Linked DNA regions of Hordeum vulgare: region 1 is linked to region 2. The links are chromatin contacts, called in public Hi-C maps. All regions are on one chromosome and are shown on one strand. Each heading gives the region's core, a stretch centred on a gene start, on an enhancer-like site or on the middle of the called end of the contact. The rest is flanking DNA. Distances are from core to core; before and after follow the strand shown. Region 1 holds the start of LOC123401565 (L-arabinokinase-like). Region 2 holds the start of LOC123406241 (auxin response factor 5-like).

Region 1 (5,824 bases), core at 1,202-3,701, 290 kb before region 2:
CCTCCTTGGCCGCCCCCCTCTCCCATCTAGGGCTGCCGCCCCCCTCAAGGGGGAAACCCTAAATGGGTCGCCACCCCTCCCTTCCCCCTATATATAGTGGGGGGTTTTGGCCTTTGGAGATACAGTTTTTCCATCTCTCGCGGCGCAGCCCTGTCTCTCTTCTTCCTCCTCTCCCATGGTGCTTGGTGAAGCCCTGCCGGGAGACCTCGTCTCTCCATCGACACCACGCCGTCGTGCTGCCGGAGATCTTCCCCAACCTCTCCCTCCTCCTTGCTGGATCAAGGTGCAGGAGAAGTCACCGGGCTGCACGTGTGTTGAACGCGGAGGTGCCGTGGTTCGACACTAGATCGGAATCACACCGCGATCTGAATCGCCGCGAGTACGACTCCATCAACCATGTTCTAGCAACGCTTCCGCTTAGCACTCTCCCCTCTCTCGTTGCTGGTCTCTCCATAGGAAGATCTGAATATGGCGTAGGAAAATTTTGAATTTATGCTACGTTACCCAACAAGTGCCTCTTGGCGGTTGCGTGGACTTGTGTTGAATGAGGTTGATGATCCCTACAGCTAGGGTTGGAGCTCTCTATATAGGAGGCCTCCTTGGGTCTCTTCCGTTGATGTGGATCCTCCTCCTTCATCCAAGGGCTTAAGATAAGCCTTATCCCCTTCCAAACCCTTCATTATGAGCCAAGGATATCGTGGCAACAATTGGGGACAAAATCGACGAAGAATCCCATCTGGAGAGGCAACTTTTGGAGTTGTGTGCACATCAAACGACTGTTGAAACGACCGCACACGGTCATTTGGAAAGTCATCTTGTGTTTTGTCCTGCTCCGGTTAAACGATCGTCATTTCTTCATACAAACTCGAAATTTAACTTTCTTGGGCTCGTTGGATTCATATGAACGACGTCGGTCCATTCCTGGTCTTAGATATTGATTTGGATTACTTTGGAAAATCCACTTTTTCCGACCTTCGGAATGGCCAAGTCTCGCCCCTAGGTGTCTCCGGTTTGACTACCAAGTTCCAACTTGATTCTTTTGATGTGGCAAGTACTTTAGCATGCCAATACACCTACAAAGATCACAAAACAAATGAAAGATAATAAAAATAAAAGTTGTGTAATTAACTTGGTAAAACGAGTAAATAACGAAAACTATGCATTGGGGACATGTATGAGTGCTAGATGGATATGTTATGACGGGTTTTTCCCACCAGAATATACTCTAAAAATTATGCATAAAATCCACTCACCAACTTCCTTAAGGTTAAACCTTGCTCATCCTCGAGCAAAAGGTTGATAAACCAAAGTTATCCATCTAGCTGATCAATATGATTGTTGCACATAAGTGTATCCTTGTCTTATCTGCAAGCTATAAGCAAGATGGATCATATTTGTACAAGGTAGCACATGCTCAGCTAGGTAACATATATACATTTTGATGCAATCCTCGAGAGCTTCAGTAAAAAAATTCTATGCTCCGTGTCAAAATTTTAATCTAGCATGAAAACAGATACTTGGGCCCTCTTACTTAATAGCTTCTTTATGTATTTCCTTTTTCTTTTTAAACAAACCTGAACATAGGGAGTTGTGAAATAGTCAAGATATAGTGTTTCTCATCACCTCCTAGTAACGTTCTCTAGTCAAGGCTCTCAGATGCTTACTTCAATCATTGTTTGTTGAAACTTTTGTTGTCGGGTGATGAGATCATGCCAAAGAAATGATCATGCATAAGGTTTCGCGGTGTCTGAATTTTAGGTACTCCTACGGACCAATATGTTGTCCTTTTCAAGCTCTTGTGATTAGTATCCTTTATTTACCACATACACACCATTTGAAGAGAAAAGGTTGAATAATATTTGATGTAGTATTGCCACTACGTACGGTAGCAAACTCATAGTTGAAATTCAAGCCGAAACTCTGATAAATCATTCATTGGCCAGCAGAGTTCTTAGCATAACATTAAAAAAGGTGACGAAGCCATATTTGCACACATGTTTAAGAAAGAAAATATTCGCATGTTTAACAATAGTATAGATATTGTACTCCTCCAGTTCCTAAATATAAGACTTTTTTTAAAAGATTTTGATACGGGCTACAAATGAAGCAAAATCAGTAAATATACACTATAAAATACATATGTATATATACATATTTGTATGTAGTCTATATTTCGATTTATTTTTTTGCAAATAGAAGCAGCTATCCGTTGGGTGATAATGGGAGGGATATGCGGGAATGATTGCCGCAGATAAACCCCTACCTTATCCCACCCCTACCTCCATCCATCCACGTCACTCCCATCATGGCTCAAATCAAAACCGAGATTGACCTCACAGTGCAGCGTCGCGTGCCCGTGACACGAATTCACCGGAAGCGAAACAGGATAAGCGCGAGGGGAGGAGCGGCACAACAAACCGGGCACTAAAAGTGGGCCGGCCGCGGGACTCTGATAGAACCAAACGTCCACGCCCCAGACTCTCGCTCTCCCCCATCCCACGGGAAGGGTTGATCGGATAGGCCCCCCGACCCACTATAAGAAGGGCCGATCAGCCGACCCAGTCCTCCCAGCGCACTGCAGTGACCGGCCGCAGCAGAGATCGAGGGCGGGGGACGGGTCGATCGATCGCGGCGCGGAGGATGGTGGCCCGGGGAAGCGGCGCCGAGGAGGCGGCGCCGACGCAGCAGCGCCTCGTCTTCGCCTACTACATCACCGGCCACGGCTTCGGCCACGCCACCCGCGCCCTCGAGGTCCGCCTCCGTTTCCTCTCGGTGTGCTCCCGCCCCCGCGACTGCGGTTTTGGTCGATGAATTCCGTTCGGTTCGCGCGCAGGTGGTGAGGCACCTGATCGGCGCGGGGCACGACGTGCACGTGGTCACCGCCGCGCCGGAGTTCGTCTTCACCACCGAGATCGACTCCCCCAGCCTCCACATCCGCAGGGTCCTGCTCGACTGCGGCGCCGTGCAGGCCGACGCGCTCACCGTCGACCGGCTCGCGTCCCTCGAGAAGGTCCACAATCCCGACCCCGACCCCGACCCGACCGGCCGTGTCGTTTCTCTTTACTATCCCCAGGCGCCTTGCCTTGTGGGTTGACTGACAGCGTGCGATGGCCGCCGAATGCAGTACCACCAGACGGCCGTGGTGCCCCGCGAGGCCATACTCAGGACTGAAGTGGAGTGGCTCAACTCAATCAAAGCCGACCTAGTGGTAACAAAAATTTCTCGACTCCTGCCACTTGGTTTCTACCGTTATATCTGATATCTGGAATCTCCGCGAACCCTTTGGCATGCAGCATCTGAATTCAGAATTATGTTGTCTGTTGACCATGGGCAGGTTTCGGATGTTGTCCCCGTGGCGTGTAGGGCGGCTGCAGATGCTGGCATTCGTTCCGTGTGCGTCACCAACTTCAGGTGAGTTGTTCCTCTGCTTGTTTCGTGCTAGGTGTTGCAAGTTGTCATGTAGGTTGTCCAGCAAGTATTTTAGGGAATCAGTGTTTAGTTACTACTTACTGTGGTCAACTCAACTAATTTATGTCTATTTTCTGCTGCTAACATCTTTGATGGCATGGCACATACATACTGATGTATTTTCTGTAACTTCTTCCTCTCTGTGCATAAATTGTTCTCTGCTATATATTTAAGCCACAATATTAAAAACATCTAATGGACCAATTCTGCAGCTCTGTGTAATGCTAACAAAATTCAGTTACTCCCTCCGTTCATAAATATATGATGTTTTAACCTTTTTCTGAATCGGATGTATATAGAGTATAGACACGTTTTAGTATGTTTGTTCACCCATTTCAGTGTGTATGTAGTCCATATTGAAATATCTAAAACATCTTATATTTGTGAACGGAGGGAGTAGATTTTATCTGGAACTGACAGGCAGTATGCAAATAATTGTTTTTATAACTTTTTTGCATAGTCATCTTATTTGGGTTTCCATGGAGAATCCCCTGATCTTTATCTCCAATTTGCAGTTGGGACTTCATTTATGCAGAGTATGTTGTAGCAGCTGGAAATCATCATCGCTCAATTGTGTGGCAGGTGCCATGCTTGCAGACTTAGTTCCTTCTTGTAGCACTTGCTGGCATGCTAAATTTAAGTTTAGAAGTTTTCTACCTTTAGGACAAGTCTTGTATATATGCTGGTTTTTATTATTAAATGCAGTGTTAATTAGTTGGCTGGCACTAAGTTCTAAAAGCATCCCCCTTCCAGAGCTGAAATCGACATCTATAATTTTCCTTAATATTGTGCCATTCACAGTGTACATATGCAAGCTGTGATTTATTATGTTTGTGTAATAACCATGTACACCTGTTGATAATAACTGTAGATAGCAGAGGATTACTCACACTGTGAGTTCTTACTACGACTCCCTGGATACTGCCCTAGTATGTCCCTCTGTCTGAGTGATGATATTTCCAAAGATTCTAAATATTGACTTGCACTTCTCATGAATAAGAAGTGATTGATTTTATCTTCTACAGTGCCTGCTTTCCGTGATGTTATTGATGTGCCTCTTGTGGTCAGAAGATTACATAAATCTAGATCCGAGGTATGTATGATTCTGCTTGAGAGTGTTACTCTATAAACTAACCTATATCATTTGTTCCTGACCTCTACAATTTTCATATATCAGGTGAGAAAGGAACTAGGGATTGCAGATGATGTTAAGGTGGTCATTTTCAACTTTGGAGGACAGGTGGGCCATTAACTAAGCAGGACTTCTTTTTATACGTGGATGGTTTACTTCATTTTAATAAATTAACTGATGGCAGCTAATCGCGCATCTCTGTTGAAATTTGATATATGTTTTTTAGACTAGTTCAATATTAATGTCATTATGATGATGATACTCTGTTCTCCAGCCGGCAGGATGGAAATTGAAGAAAGAGTGGTTGCCTGATGGTTGGCTTTGTTTGGTATAGTTTGTTTGACGACAATTAATTTGCTTCCTTTCAGTGCCCTGCCAACCTTTCTTGCTGAAATTATGCTATTTTCTGACAGGTATGTGGTGCATCTGATACTCAAGAGCTTCCTCCAAATTATATCAAGCTCGCAAAGGATGCGTACACACCTGATTTAATGGCAGCATCTGACTGCATGCTTGGTAAATACAATGTTCGTTGGTGTTATTTTCTCTGTTGCTCGTTTTCTTGCCCAACACATAACAGATGTTGTGGCTCTCTCATGTAGGGAAAATTGGATATGGTACCGTGAGTGAGGCTTTGGCATACAAGCTGCCATTTGTATTTGTTCGTAGAGATTATTTCAATGAGGAGCCTTTTTTGCGGAATATGCTTGAGGTAAAAGCATCTCTGAGCATCACCTTCTATAAATGGTACTCCCTCCGTCCCATAATATTGGATGTAATAATGTCTTATATTATGGGAAGGAGGGGGTATTCCAGAGCTATATAAGCCTGTCACTCAAGTACCATGACACGCTGTCTTGTATACTCTTTTCTCCCTTAAAAACAGCATTATCAATGTGGCATTGAGATGATACGGAGGGATTTACTTACTGGACATTGGAAACCTTATCTGCTACGTGCTTTAACACTTAAGCCCTGCTATGATCGTCCAATAAACGGTGGCGAGGTAATCTACTATCCGCTCCCAGGTGCAATATTTGTGAATGTTATTTGCCAACTCAATTAGAAATCATGTTGGTGATTATATTTCCACAGAACAACCAGGGGCAGTTTGGTTTTAAATATAAGAAGCATTTAAATAGCTTGCTGAATCAGTTCTTCCAAATAATCAGGAGGCAGCAACTTAATATCCCATTTCTTGTTTCCCTTCGAACAAATAGATAT
Region 2 (5,676 bases), core at 1,658-4,157:
ATATCCTCACACGGCAAGGTCCCCACGCATGGTAATATGGGAGCCGTTTTCCGTCCCGCCGCTAGTCCATACCCATGCGTGTTTTTTTTAATGTTTTTTTATCAACACAGTCTATATGTCAAAGTACTCGGTGACGACCAAACTTTCTGCCCTACAGTGGTGTTTATACCAGCCACAGTCTCCGATCATCGATGCTTGTCTGCATAGCAGTGAAACTGCCGCAATGTTTCCTAGAGTTGACATATTCATACTGTAATGTAAAGTCCAGTTGCGCGCAATTTTGGAGAAATAACCAAGAACTAGCGGCTTTGTTGCTCTTTTTACTAAGACCATCTCCAAAAGACTCGCTGTTGCGCGGCGCGTTAACAAAAATTCTAGACGTTGAAATAGCGTTTTAGCACGCGTGTGTTATAGCTTTCTTAGACGCTGCAACATCTAACGCGCCGTAGTAATGCAATGGGTGTGATAAAAATAAATTGTGCGTTCAAACATACACAAAATAATAAATTAACAAAAATAGTTCATCGACAAATATTAAAATTTAAATTCAAACTAATAAGCAAATTCAAATTCATAAAACATGCTAATAAAATAAAATTACACCTAGAAAGAAGCGCGTCCTCCCACCAAGAATCATCCAATCGAGTCCCAGCTCGTCTCCGGGTTGCCTATGTGGGAAATCGCCAGTGTCTTGCGACGACGCTTGTCCTAGCGACGTGCAACTCGCTCCGCCCTCCTCTGCGCCCAAAACTCGTTCTCGACGGCAACATCCTTCGGAAAGCGCGCGCACCACTCCGCCATGGCGGCCTCGTCCCTCTCGGCGACCAGACGCGTGGGAGGCGCGACATCCTATGCCTGCTCGCATGTGAACACGTCGTGGAAGTTCATCTGCACCCTAAGCCGCCCGAGGTGCCACGCCGCCGTGTTGTACGCGCGGACAGCCTCGTGGACGGTCTTGAACGTGCCGAGCTCGAGGCGCATATCACCGCAGCGGATCACGTAAAATACGCCGGAGAGACATGTGCGGATGCCACGGAATTCTGAGCTTCTCCAGGGGCGCAGCAGTAGGGCGGGGCGCGGCAACAACGAGGCGCTGGAAGAGGCGAGGGAGAAGGCGCGACAGCGACTGAGCGTGGGAAGAAAGCAAGAGGAGAAAGCGCGGGAGGGAATGGGTTGTTGATGAGCACGGACGCGATGCAGAATTATGGCGTGCGCTTGTCGATGCACGCCAAAAAATGGCGCGCAGGCCCGCGCTCCACACGGCCATTCGCCCATCAAAACAACGGTTTTTACCCCGTGCATGATTTTCGACGCCTTTGTTGAAGATGCTTTAAAGCCCTCGCTGATTTGTAGGATTCTCAAAACACAGAAATAGAAAAAAATATAGAATTTGATTGATACGTACATTTGAATCCTGGAAATTTTACATAAAGTGTTTGATGCCACTGGATTCCAATGAAATTCAAAAGAGAAGGTATGCTAGATTTTCATTGAAACGTGGTACACTATACACTGGATTCCATAGGGGAAAAAACCCTATAGGATTGAAACCTGGGAATCAAACGACAAACTTTCTATGGATTGTAGCCCTTTAAAAATTCTATAAAATCCCTTTGAATCAAAAGAGCCCTTAAAGTCTCTCAAAATGCTGGTCGTGCAGATATTCTGTTTTGTATGGCTTATTTGGTTCGCTTGATTTGTAAAGGGAATCGTTTCCCACCCGCGACGCGCCGGTAGCCCCTCGCGTGCGGGCCCTTGCAACATTTTTCCCACCCGCGCGCTTCTCTGATCAATGGATGTAACATTTTTCGTCTAAATATGTTGCAAGCAGCGTTATTTTTGCTGCAAGCGTTTTTTTTTACTATTTTTTGTCCCAGTAAAAAGGTTGCATATACGTTTGGTTGCAACTCCAGTTCGTCGGATTTTTCGTTACAATCGATGTTTTTTACTTTCTGCTACAACCGTGTTAATTTTTGCTACAACCGGCATCATGTTTTGCTGCAACCGTTCACTAAAAAAGTTGCATACACGTTACATAAATATTTGTTACAACCGACGTTTGACTTTTGCTATCACGTACCATCAGTTTTTTTTTTTTTGCTACGATCACGTAGATATTTTTTTTTGCTACAAATTTTATTTTTTGTTGCAACCGTTAAAAAAATTGCTGCATTGCATCGCAATTTTGCTGCATAGGGGAAAAAATGTTACATGCGGATCCAACGGTGCGGACGACGCGAGGTTGATGGATCCTGCGGCTCGCGCGCGACCGGCTGAAAGTTTGGGCCGGCGCGCCGGCGAAGATTAGTCCCCGTTTGTAAAACACGGGAATAGAGGAGACAAAGAATGCAATGTTATATCATTTTCAATACAAGTACATGATTAATATTGGCCGTTTGACTGTACACAGGAAAATGTACTTACTCCGTTCCAATATACTCCCTCTGTTTCTAAATATAAATCTTTTAAGATATTTTACTAAGTGACTATATACGAAGCAAAATGAGTTAATCTATACTATAAAGTATGTCTATATACCTCCGTATGTAGTGTCCTAATAAAACCTTTAAAAAGACTTATATTTAGGAACGGAGGGAGTACATATGTATGTAGTCAACAATAAAATCTATAAAAAACCTATATTTAGAAACGAAGAAAATAGGTTCGAGTGCATGATTTTTTTGTAAAAACCCTTCAGCAATCCGTCGAATAAAAAAAAGGCCCACAGATGGGAGTTGGTATTATTGCCCCTTTTCTGAAAAGAAGGGATAATTCCTGAAACACTAGGAAAAGCACGAAATGGCTCCCGAAAAGCCGCAAGCGGAGCTCCCTCCCTCCACTGCGATTCCCATTCCCCCCTCGAGCCTCACTTCATCAGAGTAAAACGGAGTATAAAAAACAAAGAGGAGAGAGAGAGAGACAGAAGAAGCGTCTCGGTTTTAACTCCCGACAGGCAGCAGCACACACGACGCACCAACCAGCGACAGCAAAGCCCAGAGACCTCAGCTGCAGCAGCTCACAACTCTCACCCCTCCCTCTCTCTCTCTCTCTAGCTCCTTCTCTCTCTACTAGTAGGACTAGACGGGGTCCTTGGCCTCCGTGTTGCTGCTGCTTCTAGTCTAGCTTGTCGGGACGGGGGCGCCGCCGCCGCTCGCTGGGGCACGGCAGCTTTGTGGAAGAGCCCGGCCGGCCATCCAGCCAGCCGGCGACCGGGACCCAGACGGCGGAAAGGAGCGAAAAAAGAAGAGCTCGGCGCCGCGCGCGCTCCTCCGTGACCCATGCGCGCGAGCCGCCGAAGCTAGCAAGCTCCCGCGTGGAAGGCGGCCATGGCGCAGTCGCCGGCGAGCTCCGCCGTCGTCGGTGCTTCCGCTCCGAGCGAAGGTACTCGTCACTTCCTTCTTGCTTTTCGCGCATTTCTCCGGCCCCTCCCCGCGCTCCGGCGAGGCGGAGGTGGCACGGCTTGTAGAAAAGGAAGGGGTCGTCTCTCCTTTTCTCGGTCGCTGACGCGGCGGCGGGCGCAGGGGAGCGGAAGGCGCCGGCGATCAACGGGGAGCTGTGGCACGCCTGCGCGGGCCCGCTGGTGTCGCTGCCGCCGGTGGGCAGCCTCGTCGTCTACTTCCCCCAAGGCCACAGCGAGCAGGTGAGCCAGACTTTCTTGCCGGACGCCGCATGTTGGAGCCATTTCCACAGCGCTCTACAGTCTACACTCCCCATGGTTCTCTTCTTGAATGATAACATCGTGTGTGCTTGCAACTAAATCGATTCCCTGCTCTATAAATCTTTTCAGAGCAAGCATTTGATTTTTTTTTTATAAAAAAATGTTTTTTTTTATTTAATCTGCCATGGGATGGGAGAATCCTTTGAAGTTCAAGAGGGTTCATAACATGGTATACTGATTCTCCCACACAGAAAAAGAAGATGCTATCATGGATATATTGCATTTTGGGCTATACTTGCTTGCTACTACTAATTGCTATCTCAAGCCAGTAGTAGTATTCTTGGGTTATTGGAGGAGTGGTTGGGAGCTTTGGGCCTACTTGCTTCATTTCTTTTTGTTGGCTTTTGGTGTCTTGCATAGGATAGGAGTACTGTTTTCTTGTTAACAGGTTTGGTACATGCAACATGCATCCATGTAGTATTTCTTTGCATTTATGGTACTGATTTCTGTTGCACCTTCCACTGATTCTGCACTGAAAAAACAGCCTGCTTTCAGGAAGATTTTCAGCTGGTATGCTTACGGTCTTCTTGATAGATTCCGCAAAGATCACTCCCTAATTCTGCTGCCGTGCTCCCCTTTTAAAAAGTTGAGCAAAAAAAATTTGTTTTTTAATGTTTGTGGAACATTGGCTGTGTTGCCCATGATGATATGTGGGGGGAACACTTTAGCAGTGTACCTATGCATGCAGAGTTCATCTAAAAGGAGTTCACTCATGAGGCTGCACTTTCTGCACTTCAAAAATACTTTTTCATTTCATTTTTTAGGGAAGCTGCAGAAAGTTGGTATATACAAAGGGCAGCATGTTTGAATGCTTGTACTTCCTCAATCATTCCATGCGATAATTCTTTTTTTTTTCAATCGAAAGTTTTAGCAATGTAAATGATGGGTACTAGGAAGGATGCCAATGCACTACGTGTACAGAAAGCAGCTGGATTTGTTTTTGGAAAACCCTTGTCCACAATACCTGCTACTTGGTTTAGCCGCCTCATTTTTTTTCCTATCCATTGCTTCACAGTTTGAAAATGTTGTTCTTATCCTTTTACATGGATGAACTTTATTCAATAGTAAAATGGTCGCTACCCTTCATATTCGAAATATAAAAGGGAACTTACTTGGACTTGGCATGTGTCTGGTTCAGGTTGCAGCTTCTATGCAAAAGGATGTCGAAGCGCACGTGCCGAGCTACCCCAACCTTCCCTCGAAGCTGATATGTCTTCTGCACAGCGTCACTTTGCAAGTAATCTAACAGCCTGGTTGCCCATACTGTTCGACATGGTGCGCCCGCGATCGCGAATTCTGAGAAGATGTTGTTTCTTGATTTTTCAGGCAGATCCGGACACTGATGAGGTGTATGCGCAGATGACTCTTCAGCCAGTGAATACAGTAAGCATCTGAATTCTGCAGGTTTTCCCCAAAAATTGCTCTGCATGTTTCCAATGCCTTAATCCCTGTGTTGCCCCTGATCATGTGTTTTTATCAGTATGCAAAAGAGGCGTTGCAGCTGTCAGAGCTTGCACTAAGACAAGCGAGGCCACAGATGGAGTTCTTCTGCAAGACGCTCACCGCGAGCGATACAAGCACACACGGAGGCTTCTCTGTGCCTCGCCGTGCCGCGGAGAAGATATTCCCTTCCCTGGTAAGCACGCTTCAGATTTCCAGGCTTTTCCGTGACAAAAACTACGGTATCATGGTCACATCTTCATTTCGTTACTCTGTTGTAGGATTTCTCGTTGCAGCCTCCGTGCCAAGAGTTGCAGGCCAGAGATATACATGACAATGTGTGGACATTCCGCCATATATTTCGGGGTACATGAAATGTAGCACAATTGAGTACAGCTTCTTTCTGCTGCAATAATCGGGTACGGTTGGGGTTTGACTAATATCATTGTGCTTTGTAATAATCAGGTCAGCCCAAAAGACATTTACTTACTACTGGTTGGAGCCTCTTTGTGAGCGGC

What was found. A called contact is a pair of places that touch in the nucleus more often than the background predicts.
Region 1: a contact with region 2 is called in a Hi-C map of leaf, with 5 times the contacts expected there. The contact joins the promoter of LOC123401565 here to the promoter of LOC123406241 in region 2. A contact is called at or near these places in 5 of 6 Hi-C or Micro-C datasets (leaf, seedling and an unstated tissue) and 1 of 1 datasets of contacts at active chromatin or transcription factors (embryo).

The regions. Positions count from the first base shown.
Region 1 is chr6H:55,517,710-55,523,533 of MorexV3_pseudomolecules_assembly, reverse strand. It overlaps LOC123401565 (L-arabinokinase-like), which reads left to right and starts at 2,451. Exons shown (of 28, transcript XM_045095392.1): 1 at 2,451-2,751; 2 at 2,834-3,010; 3 at 3,125-3,208; 4 at 3,335-3,411; 5 at 3,984-4,050; 6 at 4,340-4,397; 7 at 4,494-4,561; 8 at 4,646-4,708; 9 at 4,875-4,928; 10 at 5,014-5,116; 11 at 5,203-5,312; 12 at 5,487-5,606. The coding sequence starts at 2,641.
Region 2 is chr6H:55,225,685-55,231,360 of MorexV3_pseudomolecules_assembly, reverse strand. LOC123406241 (auxin response factor 5-like) reads left to right here and starts at 2,907. Exons shown (of 14, transcript XM_045099728.1): 1 at 2,907-3,381; 2 at 3,522-3,640; 3 at 4,857-4,955; 4 at 5,045-5,101; 5 at 5,199-5,354; 6 at 5,440-5,524; 7 at 5,624-5,676. The coding sequence starts at 3,327.